Regions from separate parts of the Hordeum vulgare genome. Here regions 1 and 2 are each linked to region 3. Evidence: chromatin contacts called from public Hi-C data. All regions are on one chromosome and are shown on one strand. Each heading gives the region's core, a stretch centred on a gene start, on an enhancer-like site or on the middle of the called end of the contact. The rest is flanking DNA. Distances are from core to core; before and after follow the strand shown.

The links. Hi-C and Micro-C count contacts between places; a contact is called where the count stands out from the background.
Region 1: a Hi-C map of leaf shows a contact between it and region 3, with 4 times the contacts expected there. The contact joins the promoter of LOC123426579 here to the promoter of LOC123426577 in region 3. A contact is called at or near these places in 5 of 6 Hi-C or Micro-C datasets (leaf and seedling) and 1 of 1 datasets of contacts at active chromatin or transcription factors (embryo).
Region 2: a Hi-C map of leaf shows a contact between it and region 3, with 6 times the contacts expected there. The contact joins the promoter of LOC123426575 here to the promoter of LOC123426577 in region 3. A contact is called at or near these places in 5 of 6 Hi-C or Micro-C datasets (leaf and seedling) and 1 of 1 datasets of contacts at active chromatin or transcription factors (embryo).

The regions. Positions count from the first base shown.
Region 1 is chr2H:444,935,864-444,940,532 of MorexV3_pseudomolecules_assembly, reverse strand. LOC123426579 (protein MHF1 homolog) reads right to left here and starts at 1,811. Exons shown (of 4, transcript XM_045110440.1): 1 at 1,616-1,811; 2 at 1,427-1,498; 3 at 361-441; 4 at 1-126. The coding sequence starts at 1,763.
Region 2 is chr2H:443,315,004-443,319,285 of MorexV3_pseudomolecules_assembly, reverse strand. It overlaps LOC123426575 (chaperone protein ClpC1, chloroplastic), which reads left to right and starts at 1,271. Exons shown (of 11, transcript XM_045110436.1): 1 at 1,271-1,420; 2 at 1,505-1,601; 3 at 2,267-2,852; 4 at 4,159-4,274. The coding sequence starts at 2,303.
Region 3 is chr2H:444,176,528-444,180,827 of MorexV3_pseudomolecules_assembly, reverse strand. It overlaps LOC123426577 (trihelix transcription factor ASR3-like), which reads left to right and starts at 1,643. Exons shown (of 3, transcript XM_045110439.1): 1 at 1,643-2,661; 2 at 3,331-3,372. The coding sequence starts at 1,971.

The DNA.
Region 1 (4,669 bases), core at 562-3,061, 760 kb before region 3:
AGATAATGGTCATGTTATTGTCCTTCTTGGATGATTTCTTTCTCTTCTTCCCGGTGCAAGGCTCCTTTCCTTTCAGGTTTTGAGAAAATGTTCGCAACTGGTCCATAAGACGCTCATTTCTATGCGCTGGGAATGCACAATGCAATAGTCAGTGTGAGGAAAAAATGCATTAAGAGAACCATAAAGAGACTATCACCAACATTTTCCTCTGTAGCTTATCAACTATGTAGTCAACACTTGTAAAATTTCAAGTATACAAATATCTCAAACGACCTTCTATAGAAAAGAACAATTCCAGGAAGCCAATATTCTTTCCTTCTCTTTCAGGCATGAGTAAAGACATTGTTTGCATATTAGTACCTGTGAGGATAACATCGTCCATCCTAATGGATTTACGACTAGCATGCTGTGCAAACAGCTCAACATCCTTAGCCAGCTGCTCTGCACATTGCGAAGATTATGTTAATTACACTACCCATATAGTTTCCAAATATGCAAATCTAACAAGATTCAGAACCAATCTTATTCTGCAGAGTGCAAATAATCAGTTCCAATACAGCTAGTACAGCAGAACGCTGTAGTTTCAGAGATGCTGCTCTGAAAATCCACTTACTGATGTTCTGATACATCTCCTTCACTCTCACCGTGGAAACAAAATTTTGTGGTTCCCACAAGATCCCCGATTCTGAGCTGGAAATGTGCTGAGCTATTGCTTTCTAGCTGATACAGTGTGCCACTTAAAAGGATGTGATTCTGGAGTTTGTGGACGGGATGGAGTGATCTTCAGTGCAACTTGATGTCTTAATTTTTCACGTGTATTCTATAACCCACCGAGGTCTGGAAGTCAGTTCGACCAGACATTACCTAAACACATAAAAAAGTGGTTTGCTCTCTTCAAGAGCACATTTTCAATTCAACTAAATATCTTGAATTGTGTTAGAGGAGCATGCAAAGCAGATTGTTTCTTAACCTCATCATGAATACTTTTTCTATGCAGAGCTTGTTGTAATAGAAAAAACCATTAGTACCATTAGTATCAGCATGAAATTCGAGATACTGAGTAACACAGAAACAAACATCTACCAAATCAAAGCCTTCTCTTAAAGGTCAAATCAAATAGAAGTGCATCCCTGTGACACAAAAAAGAAGTTCATTGCTCCAGGGACACAGTAGAAATCAAACATGAGTTTGTGGTAAGATCTAATGCTCCAGGCATTCTGGACAAATCTAACATGAAGCGCATCGCTCCAGCTCCATTCTATCTTAAACTGCCACTAGTCAACAAGCACACATTTTGGCTAAGGTAAATCAGCTGATTCTGTTCCACGCCAAGACTCGGTCTAAAATTGACCAGGTGGATATTAAAAGATGGGCAGAGTCAGTTGTGAGAGCAAATACAACAAAAGGAGGTAAATATTTAGGGAACCTGCGCTCTTGAAGGCCAAGTCCGCGATGCAGGCGACGACGGGACCCGCAACCTCCATGCCCGCCTTCCTGCCTGCAAAGCACGAATGCTCCATACATTACTGCTCCGGATCCCGATCGCAGTTGCAAGAGCAAGAACTGATAGCGGAAACTGGACGCCAGGTGAAAAAGTGGTGCCATTTTAACCAACCTTCAGAAGTCGCGATGTTGATGACGGCGAGCCTGAAGCGGTCGCGAAGGAGTTCGGCCTCCGCCTCCGCCTCGAATCTATCGGCCTCACCGCCGTCGCCGGCGAGTGCGTCGGCGGCGGCGGCGAGGGTTTCTACGTCTGGGTCCATGGGTGGGGGTTGCCAGTTTGGCCCCTAGGTTCAGATCTGGCCAAACGGGCCAGCTAAATGGGCCCGACAGCCCGCGTGCCTGGCACGGGCCCGGTCCGGCACGAAGCACGCCTCGGGCTGTGCCTGGGTCTGAAGGATGGGCACGCGGGCCGACACGACACGACCAGTTTATTTTATATATATATTTAGATATTTTTAATATATATATATATATATAATATAGCTGAATAGGTCTAAAAATATGCCCATAAAAGTTTAAAAAATGCGGTCCAGCATGCTAATCGGGCCAACACGTCGGCCTGTTTAATAACCGAGCCTTGCTTGAGCCTAGAGGCACAGCCCACGGGCCGGCACGGCACGGCCCAACTAATAAACGTACCTGGGCGGACCGTGTCGTACGAGGCCCGATTACCACGGGTCGTGTCGTGCGGGCCCGTTTGGCCAGGTGTGCCTAGATTTATGTGTATTTCACTTCAAAGGTTTGCGGTGAAGTATTTGAATTCTAGTTCGTATTCTTTGGTTTGATTATTTATCGGAGCTTCTTTTCAAACAACCGGCAGGAGTTGTTAGAATTTATCCGAGAATCGTAGTCGATATATGAAGAATTAAACAATCACATGACATCAAGATTCAGCAAACATCGGCTATATTTCGAGGCATAATTATAAACGTTCATTCTCATTACATCATCATATTACCGTACACCAACCATACGAACGTTGTCTCCCTTTATGTTGGCATATGCTATTATGTTGGCATATGTTATATGATTCGTCTTCTCTTACATTATACATAAGATGTTTAGTATACAAATTCTACTATGTCACTATACCTATCTTGTCTATATACAGTACGACTCTAAATTCAACTATAATCTTTTGTATAAATATTCAATACAATCCCAACAAACTCCGCCTTGATGAATATACTGAATCACCTTAGATTCATTTGTGCATTGAACCTTCATGTACATTGGACTTGAGATTATATTATGAGCACCGCTCCTACTCTCATACTCCCAACTTTCAAAACATGTGTTCAATGTCGCCAATTAGGAACTCACCTGCAATTGTAGTCCCTTCTCCTCTCTTCATAATAAAAGTCAAATTAAGTTACACTTCTCTTCATAGTCAAAGCTAAATTACTTTACACTAGTTTTCATTCCTAACTTTTGAAGAATCCGTTATTCCATTCAATTCCATCACATATCGGTTATCGTGTCCGTGAAAGTGAACAACTCGTATGTTGGACGCCACATGTAAGAGTTACCCTAACTCACCATCTTAGCTCTTTATTGACTAATGTCTGAAACTTGAACGAATTTCACCATCACCCTCTGTCATACTAAGTCAAAAATCCGAGTCGTCTCACCATTTTCCGCTCTTACATGTCCCACAACTATAACAGTGCACCTCCATGTGTATTTGTCATCCGCACTTTGCCACGTGCACTCAACATCACAAAATATATTACCCTATACTATTCAAGCTTTCGACATTCCTAGACTTTCCACCACTTTCTCAGATTCTCCATGGTTGAGTCATGTCCATCTCTTGATATCGATGAACCCAGTCACGAACTAGAATCTGGTACTCACCAACATTGCTACAACACCCTTTGCACACTTTATCTGACCACATGTCTAACCGCATGCCTCGTTGCTATCACTGCGCCGAGCCTCTACTATTCTGGTCGAGTCTCATGGATAGGTAGATCACACCGCCTCAATCCCTACAACAGAGAACCACCAATCATTACCGACCAATGTCAAGTATCATGTCTCCATCGGACCACTGGACCCCAATCCAAACCACATGCCTCTAGCTTTTTTTGTTGAAAATAGGATTTGACTGTGCGAGCTCTTGTGTTGTAGTCCCTCTATCGAAACTGAGTGAAGTCTTCTGTCAGAATCTAGCTCCACCTTGTAGGATCTAAAGTATGTCTAGAGGGTGGGGTGATTATACTACTTGACCAAATAAAAACTTAGTCGTTTCCCAACTTTAGTTATGGAACACTTTTAGCAATTGTAACTAGTCAAGCACACCCTACACATGCAAGTCTAAGAGTATTGCAGCGAAAAGTAATGAAATGCATATGTAATTAGAGGGTAGGGATAGGAAGATAAAACGCAAATGTTGACACGACGATTTTTGGCATGGTTCCGATAAGTGGTGCTATCGTACATCCACATTAGTGGAGACTTCAACCTACGGAGGGTAACGGCTGCGAGAGTCCACAGAGGGATCCACCCACAAGGGGTCCACAAAGAAGTGGCCTTGTCTATTCCACCATGGCTTACGTCCACAAAGGACTAGCCTCACTCGGGGTAGATCTTCACGAAGTAGGAGGCTCCCAAGCGACACCTAACCAATCTAGGAGGCACCACCATCCAAAAGGTAATAGATGTGGTAGAACGACGAACTCCTTGCTCTTGTGTTTCAAAAGATAGTCTCCTCGACACTCAATCACTCTCTCACAGATTTGGCTTGGGTAGAAGAGATAGATTGTGTGGAAAGAAACTTGGAGAGGCTAGCGATCAACTTTCAAATGGATGGATTGGAATTTCTTGATCTCAACACATGAGTAGGTGGCTCTCTCTCAGAAAAATGGATATGGCAAGTGCCGTGGGAATGATCCTGACAATAATACCAGGGGTACGAATGAGGGGCAGAGCCTAGCTAGAGCGCAGTGGATACACTCGGATGTATGAGTTCGGGACCCACTCGGGAGTGGTAACAACCCTATGTCTCGAGCCTCGGAGGCTGGTGTTTGCTTATAGAATATGTGATAGTACAGAATGCTGAACCCTTGGTCAGGAGCCCGGGGGCGGCTTATATCGAGTGCACCACGACTAGTCGGGCCTCATTACAAGGGCGAGTAAATGCTAAAAACTACAGGAGTTACTA
Region 2 (4,282 bases), core at 22-2,521, 860 kb after region 3:
GCCCTTTTCTATCAATTGCACAACAATAATTTGTCTACCCACCATATGCTTTCTTCGAGAGAGAAGCCTCCAGCGAAAGTATGGCCTCGACCCTTCACAAGTCATATTAAAAAAACACTACAAATAATGCTGCTATGTACCTTCTATTGTTCTATTTTATATTTATATTATCTATTTATCACTATTTAATATTTACAACTAATGAGTTTAAAGGGCTTGACAACCCTCTTACCCGCGCTGAATGCAAATGTGTGCTCTTTTGTGTGTGGGTGGCGGAGACGGGAATTTGCATGATTCTCCTATTGGTTCGATAACCTCTGCTCTTACTGAGGGAAATACTTATCTCTATTGCGCTGCATCTCCTCTCCTCTTCGAGGAATAATGCCAACGTACTTTATAAGTAGCACCAGGTGCGTGCAGAAAACCGTTGAACACAATTTCACCCTCTTGGAGAAATCTATCTCTGATTGGACCACCAAGCTTGTCGGTATCACCGAGCGTCTTAACACTCAACCAGGGATCATAGATGTAGGAACCTAGAGCTTCAATATGGATAATAGTCAAGTCGTTAGCACCACATTGTCTCTCTTCTTCGAGGGGCTACCTACGGCGCTGGACGCCTATCACAAAGGGCGTGCATAGAAGTTTGTCGATGAAGTGAGGATTTTGGTTTGCAACGTGATCTCGAGGATGCTCTCCAAGGTCATGTATTACAACCCAGACGTTGACATGTTAAACATGTTCAAGAAGCTCTATGACAATCCTGAACTTGAGGCAGCCCGACAAGTTGTGACCCCTATCGTCGACAAGGTTGGTGAGAGATGCAATCAAGTAGAAGCCCCTTTCATAAGTGAAGCTTGATTATGCATTCTCACAGCCAACATGGGACATGTAAAGAAATAATTTATCTTTAATTAGGCATGTCTTGTCGCATGTACTCTCCCTTCGTTCCTAAATATAAGACCTTTTAGAGATTATACTATAAACTACATACAAATGTATATAGACATCTTTTAAAATATAGATTCATCCATTTTGCTTTGTATGTAGTCTATAGTGCAATCTTTAAAATGTTTTATATTTAGGAACGAAGGAAGTTTTTTTTATGTTGGATGAATGCATGCTTTTTTCCTTTTATAATTTTACGAGAAAGCTTCTGAGATGCCGATGTAGAAAAAGGAGGAGAAACGGTGGAGTGAAGGGGGTGTGTGTGTCTGTTGTGGGCCTTTGCTGGGCCATATAAATCGACGCACATCCGATAAGCGTGGGTGGTCGCTCCTTATCATCAACACGGTGCCGTGTAATTCGAGGCGACTAGCCCTAGCGAGAAGCGAGAGGGTGGGGCGGCGGCCAGCGGCTGGACCTGGGGCAAGGCAGCGAACACGGCGCGTGCACGAGTTGAGGTGGTAGTATTTCTTCGGTAGGTATTCCACTTTCATCATTGTAACATGGATCCTACGGAGCAGTAGTTATATTAATTTTAGCTAAGCCTGTGAATTGCTAGGATTTCGCATCTAGCTCTCTTCCCCGTGTTATCCACTCTGCGCGTCCCAAGGTTCTTCCTCGGTCCACCGCCGCTGGGCGGCCACGCCGTCGCCGAGGTGAGGCTTCCCCCGCCGCGCCCGCCGCTCGCTTCCGTCCCCGCGCCCTTCGCTCGTGGGGGGGCGATGACTCCCCGCGCGTTGGTTTCTCCGATTGTTTTCGGGGTTCATTGGGAACCTTATCCGGTTCCGTTTCCCCGGGTGGACGGATTTGTGGTTTGGGTTTGGTGGTTCCGTGGATCGATTGGTTGGTTGGTTGGCTAGTTCTAGGGGAAATTCTGCGAATCCTTTATTTACCCGGCGTGTCGGTGGATGCAGTCAGGTGCGCTATTTTGGTAGCTGCCGTGATGTGGATATATGTTGGCTTTGATTGGCACGTGTTGGCGCACGGCAGGGGCTGTCCGATTGAGGTGCTATTGTCGAGCGGATTTAGATGATATTCTTCTCTTGGTTGGAGCAGTCACGTGTGGATAATCCTGTGTTGAAGTTTGCTGGATACATGAAATTTATCAAGCTTAGTAAAAAACATTGTGCACGAATTTCTTATAGTACTATACTGCTGTTTGTTTTGTGGTCATTTGGTGTTGTTTCAATGATATGTGAATGGTTGGCGAATTCTTTTAACCTCGTATTTGAGCCACAGATGTGGGACTTACCATATGCCAAAGTTGCTGTGCAATCATTTTGTGATGTTTGCTGTTTGAGTAATGCTCTTTTCTTTGCAGGCACCTGTAAACCTGTGGTTTTTTGGTTAGTTCAATATGGAGGGGACTTTGGTTCAGTCTGCCATCGCTCCTACCGCCTACAGGAAGAGCTCTACACGGTTCTGTGTGCGCACAAGGGCCACAATGTTACGCAGTACACCAACGAGGACCCTTACTCTCGGGGGTTTTCAAGGACTGCGGCAAACAAATTTCCTGGATACAAGGTCCGTTATCAAACGTGACTTTGGCTCCATTGTAGCAAGCCAAATTTCACGACCACGTGGGTCAGGTTCAAGAATGGTGGTCAGGGCCATGTTCGAGCGCTTCACAGAGAAAGCAATCAAGGTGATTATGCTTGCACAGGAGGAAGCAAGACGCCTTGGCCACAACTTTGTTGGGACAGAACAGATTCTGCTTGGCCTTATTGGTGAGGGAACTGGAATTGCAGCAAAGGTTCTAAAGTCTATGGGGATCAGTCTTAAGGATGCCCGTGTGGAAGTTGAGAAGATTATTGGAAGAGGCAGTGGGTTTGTTGCCGTTGAAATTCCATTTACACCTCGTGCAAAACGTGTACTCGAATTGTCACTTGAAGAAGCTCGCCAGCTAGGTATTAATTATCACCTTCATTTATCCACAAAAATCAGCTAGTTTCATGCTCTTGTTTCATCCATTTTGATAAGCGATTTCTGTAATTATTGCTGGATGCACATCATCAATTTTTTTATTTGTTTACATCTAGTTTGTAACCAAATCAGTCTGTTTTCATTTTAGTTTCTTTTCTTAGTTACTCTGTTCTGTTTTTCTTAGTCCACATAATTTTGCTATATACTAGTGTAATTGTTTAAGAAAAGTGCACAAAGTATCTGAATTTATGACTTTATTAGGGAATGGTAGTTGAGGACAAGTAAACATCAGGTGTTTTGCTAGATATGGGAATAGAGCTGCATTCCCATTCGGTGATGAGTGTGGGGAACTAGTGGTTAATTCATCTCACCATTGGTTAAAGCAAGCACATGGATGTTTCCCCATTCCCATCCCCAATCATTGTCGGGCCCTGACTATCTGAGGCTAGGCCCTATTTTTTGTCATTATATGTACTTGGCCGGACTATGACTGGCCGTTGCTTTTATAAGTGTTTCTTATATACTCTAGTTTTATCTATGTAGTATCCTGTTCTTACTTTCTGAGTGTACATTAATGTATGGAGAGTGGTGTAAGATTTCATGTAGTGGTTTGATCACTAAACATGTACAATTGTCTTAGTCAGTGACTAATCCAGAATGATATTAAGCATAAGTGATCAGCAGGTCCTGTGCAGAATGAGGCTTTGTCCTTCTTTTACACTGTGGAAATTCTCCATTAGGTGATTGTGGCAGGAACCCTGGGGAAAGCTAGTGTGCTAGCTCAACAGTGATGTTTTACCATCCCTCATCCTTGACCTTCATTGCCCATCTAGCGAGCAGTTACTGCTCTTTGGCAAGTCAACCATGAATTCCTCACCATGCAGTGTCCTATGCAGGGTAGCTTTGGGTCCTTAAGATTTGGCAGTGACGGGGAATTACTGCTATACTCCTGATACATTAAAAATTGAAACATCACTACTCCATCCGTCCAGAATTACTTGTCGCACAAATTTATAAAAATGTATGCATCTAGAACTAAAATACATCTAGATGCATCCATTAATGTGACAAGTATTTTCGGACGGAGGGAGTATATCACTATTGCATTGTTCCTTCTTGAAGATGACGAAATTTTAGTATTTATTGAGCTAAGGTGATAAAATTACTATATCACATTAGTCTCAGGGGCCTAAGAACAAGTCTTGCTTATTTTGCTGCTTCTTGAGGCTATTGTTTGTTCGATAAGCGTATCTAAGATGTGTACTAATTTTCCTTATGTTCATTGTTCAGGGCATAACTATATAGGATCTGAACACTTGCTCTTAGGGCTACTTCGTGAGGGTGAAGGTGTGGCAGCTCGAGTTCTTGAAAGCCTTGGTGCTGATCCAAACAACATTCGTACCCAGGCAATTTC
Region 3 (4,300 bases), core at 394-2,893:
CATCTGACGGAGCACATGCTTCGTCAAGATCTCTATCGGACGAACGGATTTTTCATCTGCTAGAGCCGCGATTGGGGCCGCTGTTGTGGGTGGCCTCCTCGTCGCCTGAGGAGATGACTATCTCCTCCTTGCTGGAGGAGCCCGGAGCCATCGATGCAGAAGGTCCTGGAAAGGAACCACAATCCGCCTGAAGAGGAACTTCCATCGGGGCCGCCTGTCGGCACAAAGAACCGGGACTTAGGCATCGCCGCTAGGCTCGGGGATGGGATGGGGATGGAGAAGGGGACGGTGCTCGGGGAGGAGGGACTGTTTCTCTATGTGTCCTCGACATACGGCCTCTATGGGGTTGGAGTTGGCTTCTCGGGACATAACGTGTGCATTGAAGCGTGATGCCCAATAAGTCTCGTTTGTCCCTCTAGTCTATTCAAATCGTGTGCATCAACGTCGGCCACTGCATGCTCTTGGCCGTCATGAATGTGACGTGACAAGCGGCGCGAGTGTTTACTGGAAAACTCGGGAGAAATGGATAGGATTTTTTATGGGTCAGGGTGGCGTGGTAGCGGTCCAGACACCTGCAAAGCCACCCCCCTCCCCCCTCATTTTGTCTCCGGTTTGCGGAAAACACTTGTGAACTGTTCGGCGGACCGATACAAGCCCATGTTAGATGGCACAACATGTCTGGATTGCACGGTCCGGATGTACACAGGTGATGGGCCGGCGTTGGAGATGCCCTTAGGTGACATGAGTAAGAGCGTCTACATACAGTATACCAAAATTCGTACCGCAAACGTTCGACCTCGTTCGCGGATAGTGGTCGGTCAGTACTCATTTTTGATCCGTTGCAACCACAACCCTCAAACTTTACTCCTCAAATTCATACTATATCGTGCAACACATAAAAACTACGTAAATTAACTTAGCCTACTCATCGTCGGAGATGTAAATGGCATCCATTTCTAGGGGGGGTGGCAGTCTTTCGTAGCGGCTCCGGCTCATCATCGAACTCCATGTCTACGAAGATTGCGTCCACCTCAGCCCCGTCGATCGTGATTTGTCTCCACCTACATCATTGAGGGATGCTTGTTATTGTCGGTTAGTCAAGTGTATGACTAACTGGCACCCCTAACATGTTGAATGTGAGCAAGAATTAACGCATCCTCACCGTCCTCATCAAAAATTGGAGGAGACATCCGTTGGGACAATGATTTCTACGTGTTTTCGTGTTGGTCTTTGCGGTTAGTCCGGCGTGATGGACGCGCCCGCGCTCCATGTCTATTCAATATATATGTTACATATAAAGAATACCGGTTAGTCAACGTGTATGAACCTTCTATAAGGAGCCTTTCTAGTAATGGTTTTTTGATCGATCACGTCGGATGTATAAAGGGGATTGACAATAAAGATATAAAACAATTGTGTGGTATTCCCATGAGCGTATTGCAGCGACCCTTCCAATTATTTCATCGCGCAAAAATAAGCAGCGGATCCGAATTTCCGGCCAAAATAGAAAACCCAATTATTTCATCACACAAAAATAAGCAGCGGATCCGAATTTCCGGCCAAAATAGAAAACGAAAAAGGCATAGGAATGAATATCACAACAGTACTAGTCTATGTCTATCCCACCCTACCCTACCATCTATTGCTGAAAACCGGAACGGAAACAATAGGTGCCCGCCCCCCTATTCCCACCCCCACTCCACTCCATGATGGAATGCTCCTCCATTAATCTCCCTCTAATCATTCCAACCACTCTTCCTTTTTCCTCCCTCCCTGGAGAATCCACCCCGTAATCCCCCACTTAATCGTCGTTAGTTTACACCTAATTAAGACCACTCTCTCATAATCCGCGGCTTAAGGGTTAAGACACACAGCCTTCTCCTCATTCCGTTGGTTTGCTTCCACACCTCCCTTCTCTCCACACTTGTTAGTTCGCCGTTGCACCGGCGCGCTCTCGCCGTGCGCGCGGCATGTCTAGCGCCGGTGATCCCGGCGGCGGGATCGCAGGGCCTGGGCGCGCGGCGCGGCTGCCGCGGTGGACGCGGCAGGAGATACTGGTCCTCATCGAGGGGAAGCGGGTGGTGGAGGTACGCGGGCGCGGCAGGGGAAGGGGAGCAGCAGGTGGAGCGGCCGCGGAGCCGACCAAGTGGGCGGCTGTGGCGGAGTACTGCCGGCGGCACGGCGTGGAGCGGGGCCCCGTGCAGTGCCGGAAGCGGTGGAGCAACCTCGCCGGCGACTACAAGAAGATCAGGGAGTGGGAGCGCTCGCTGCCGTCCTTGGCGGGGAAGGAGGTGTCCTTCTGGGCCATGCGGAACGACGCGCGGCGAGAGAGGAGGCTCCCGGGCTTCTTCGACCGCGAGGTGTACGACATAATCGAGGGCCGCGGCAGCGGCGGCGGCGGTATCCGTGACGGTGGCAGTAATGCGGCCGCGGTGCTCGCGGAGGTTGGGGAGGAGGAGGGCAAGGAGAAGGTGGTGTTCGACAGTGGTCGCGCATCCGTGGCCGGTGACGACGGGCTGTTTTCCTCCTCATCGTCGTCCGAGGAAGAGGACGAGGAAACGTCCACGCCTGCGCCGGTGCCGGTTCTGCCGACGGCTCCATATCCGTCTCCATCTCAGGCACCCGCGGTGGTGGCCGTGGCCGTGCCCGTTTCTTTACCCGGTGAGCGCGCTGCTCCTCTCTTGCATGCGAAGAATGTGTGCTTTTTGAATTGATGGTGCAGTTGAGCCGCTGGTTTGTTGCTGATTATTGGCGGTAAAAGCGTGAGTTGCATCGGTAGTACAGTAGTACAAGATTTCGTCCCCTTTTTTTCCTTGTGCGAATTTGGTTTTGGAGGTGTGATCTTTTCTGCATCCAAGAATTTGATTTGGTTCTTGATTTGCCGTCTTGATGTGTTCTTCTTCTTCTAATACACAAAAGAGACATATTTAGGAGCATGTTGAGCAAAAAAAATGGTTTTGCTGCGTGGTAATTTGACCCGCACAACATTTGATTCTATTATCCTTTCGAGGATACAGAATGATTCTTCAATTTGGGTTGACAACTATGCTAGCTTTATACTGCTGAATGTAGGAGTTGCTCTGTTGTTGTGTCTATTCCTCGGTTTTGTTTGTGTCGACGGGTTTGACATCATCCATTCAAACGGAAAAATTGGTTCCTTATTTAATTTTTCTTGTTAGTTATTCGATGATATTGGGCAGGGCATCTAAATTAACTATTCTTCCTGATTCCTGGAGTTACATGTGTGATTGCTTAGACTCTTTTAATACTGTCATAGTCTGGTTGGTTGCTTGGCTGAAATAGTTTTGCTTCTTGTGGTGTTGGTTGCAGAGAAGAAGACCGAGGCACCTACGCAGGGGAGCTCAGACCAAGGTAAAAAAGAAGAACTGAATTTTACATGGTTCCTATTCAAACATCTAAATTTTTGCTTCCATTCTTTTGTGCTCAAGTTTCTTACGGGCCTCGTTCTGGACCTGTTCCCACTTATACAGAATATATATTTCCCACTGGTTTAATCATACAAAAAAAACTTAAACATTAAATATTTGTAGTTTTGTCTCATTCATACATCTCCGTATCTAAATACAAATTGAACTGCAAAAACGTCCTGTATTTAGTTAAAGAGGAAGTACTTTCGAAAATCCGAAACTGTACTCGAATCATCATAGAAATTTAGCAGGTAAGAATATTAAAGGCTACCCGTGCCTTCAAACCTGCTAGATGGTGAATGCGATTGCTAAAAAAAAATCCCAAAGATGCCTCATTTTCATAAGAAAGAAGGCTCAATTGACCAAAATTACACATCATTTCTTCTTTTTCAAGAAAAAATCTGACCGCGGGCAGCAATCACAGATGTTTGGCCTGTTTTCAGTTGACAATAAAGTGGATAATTTGGCAATTAATAAGTACAGAAAATGCTTTTAAGAAGCGATAGTTTTGAACCTGAATTTATAAAAGGAAACGAACCAACTCGTGCTGAAAGTATCTAAGGCATCAAGTACACAAGATTTGAGATGTTCGCAGAAGCATGTCAATTTTAGGCAACTATAATTCAGAATTGTTTGCCACACTGTAACATTTCAGGCAGCGCCAATTCAGAAACATTGCCCATGATGTTAATATCTTGAGTAGGGGCCTTTTTTAGCTAATTCTAGTAATTAATAAACTATATTATGGTAAATCCACATGGAAGTTGATTGAGAAAACTGACCAGTCTCATGGAATTGAAGTCTTGGACAGATTCTGAAATGACCAAAAGTATCCGTGGTATTCAGTCTATTCACTTCACTGGCAATCCAGC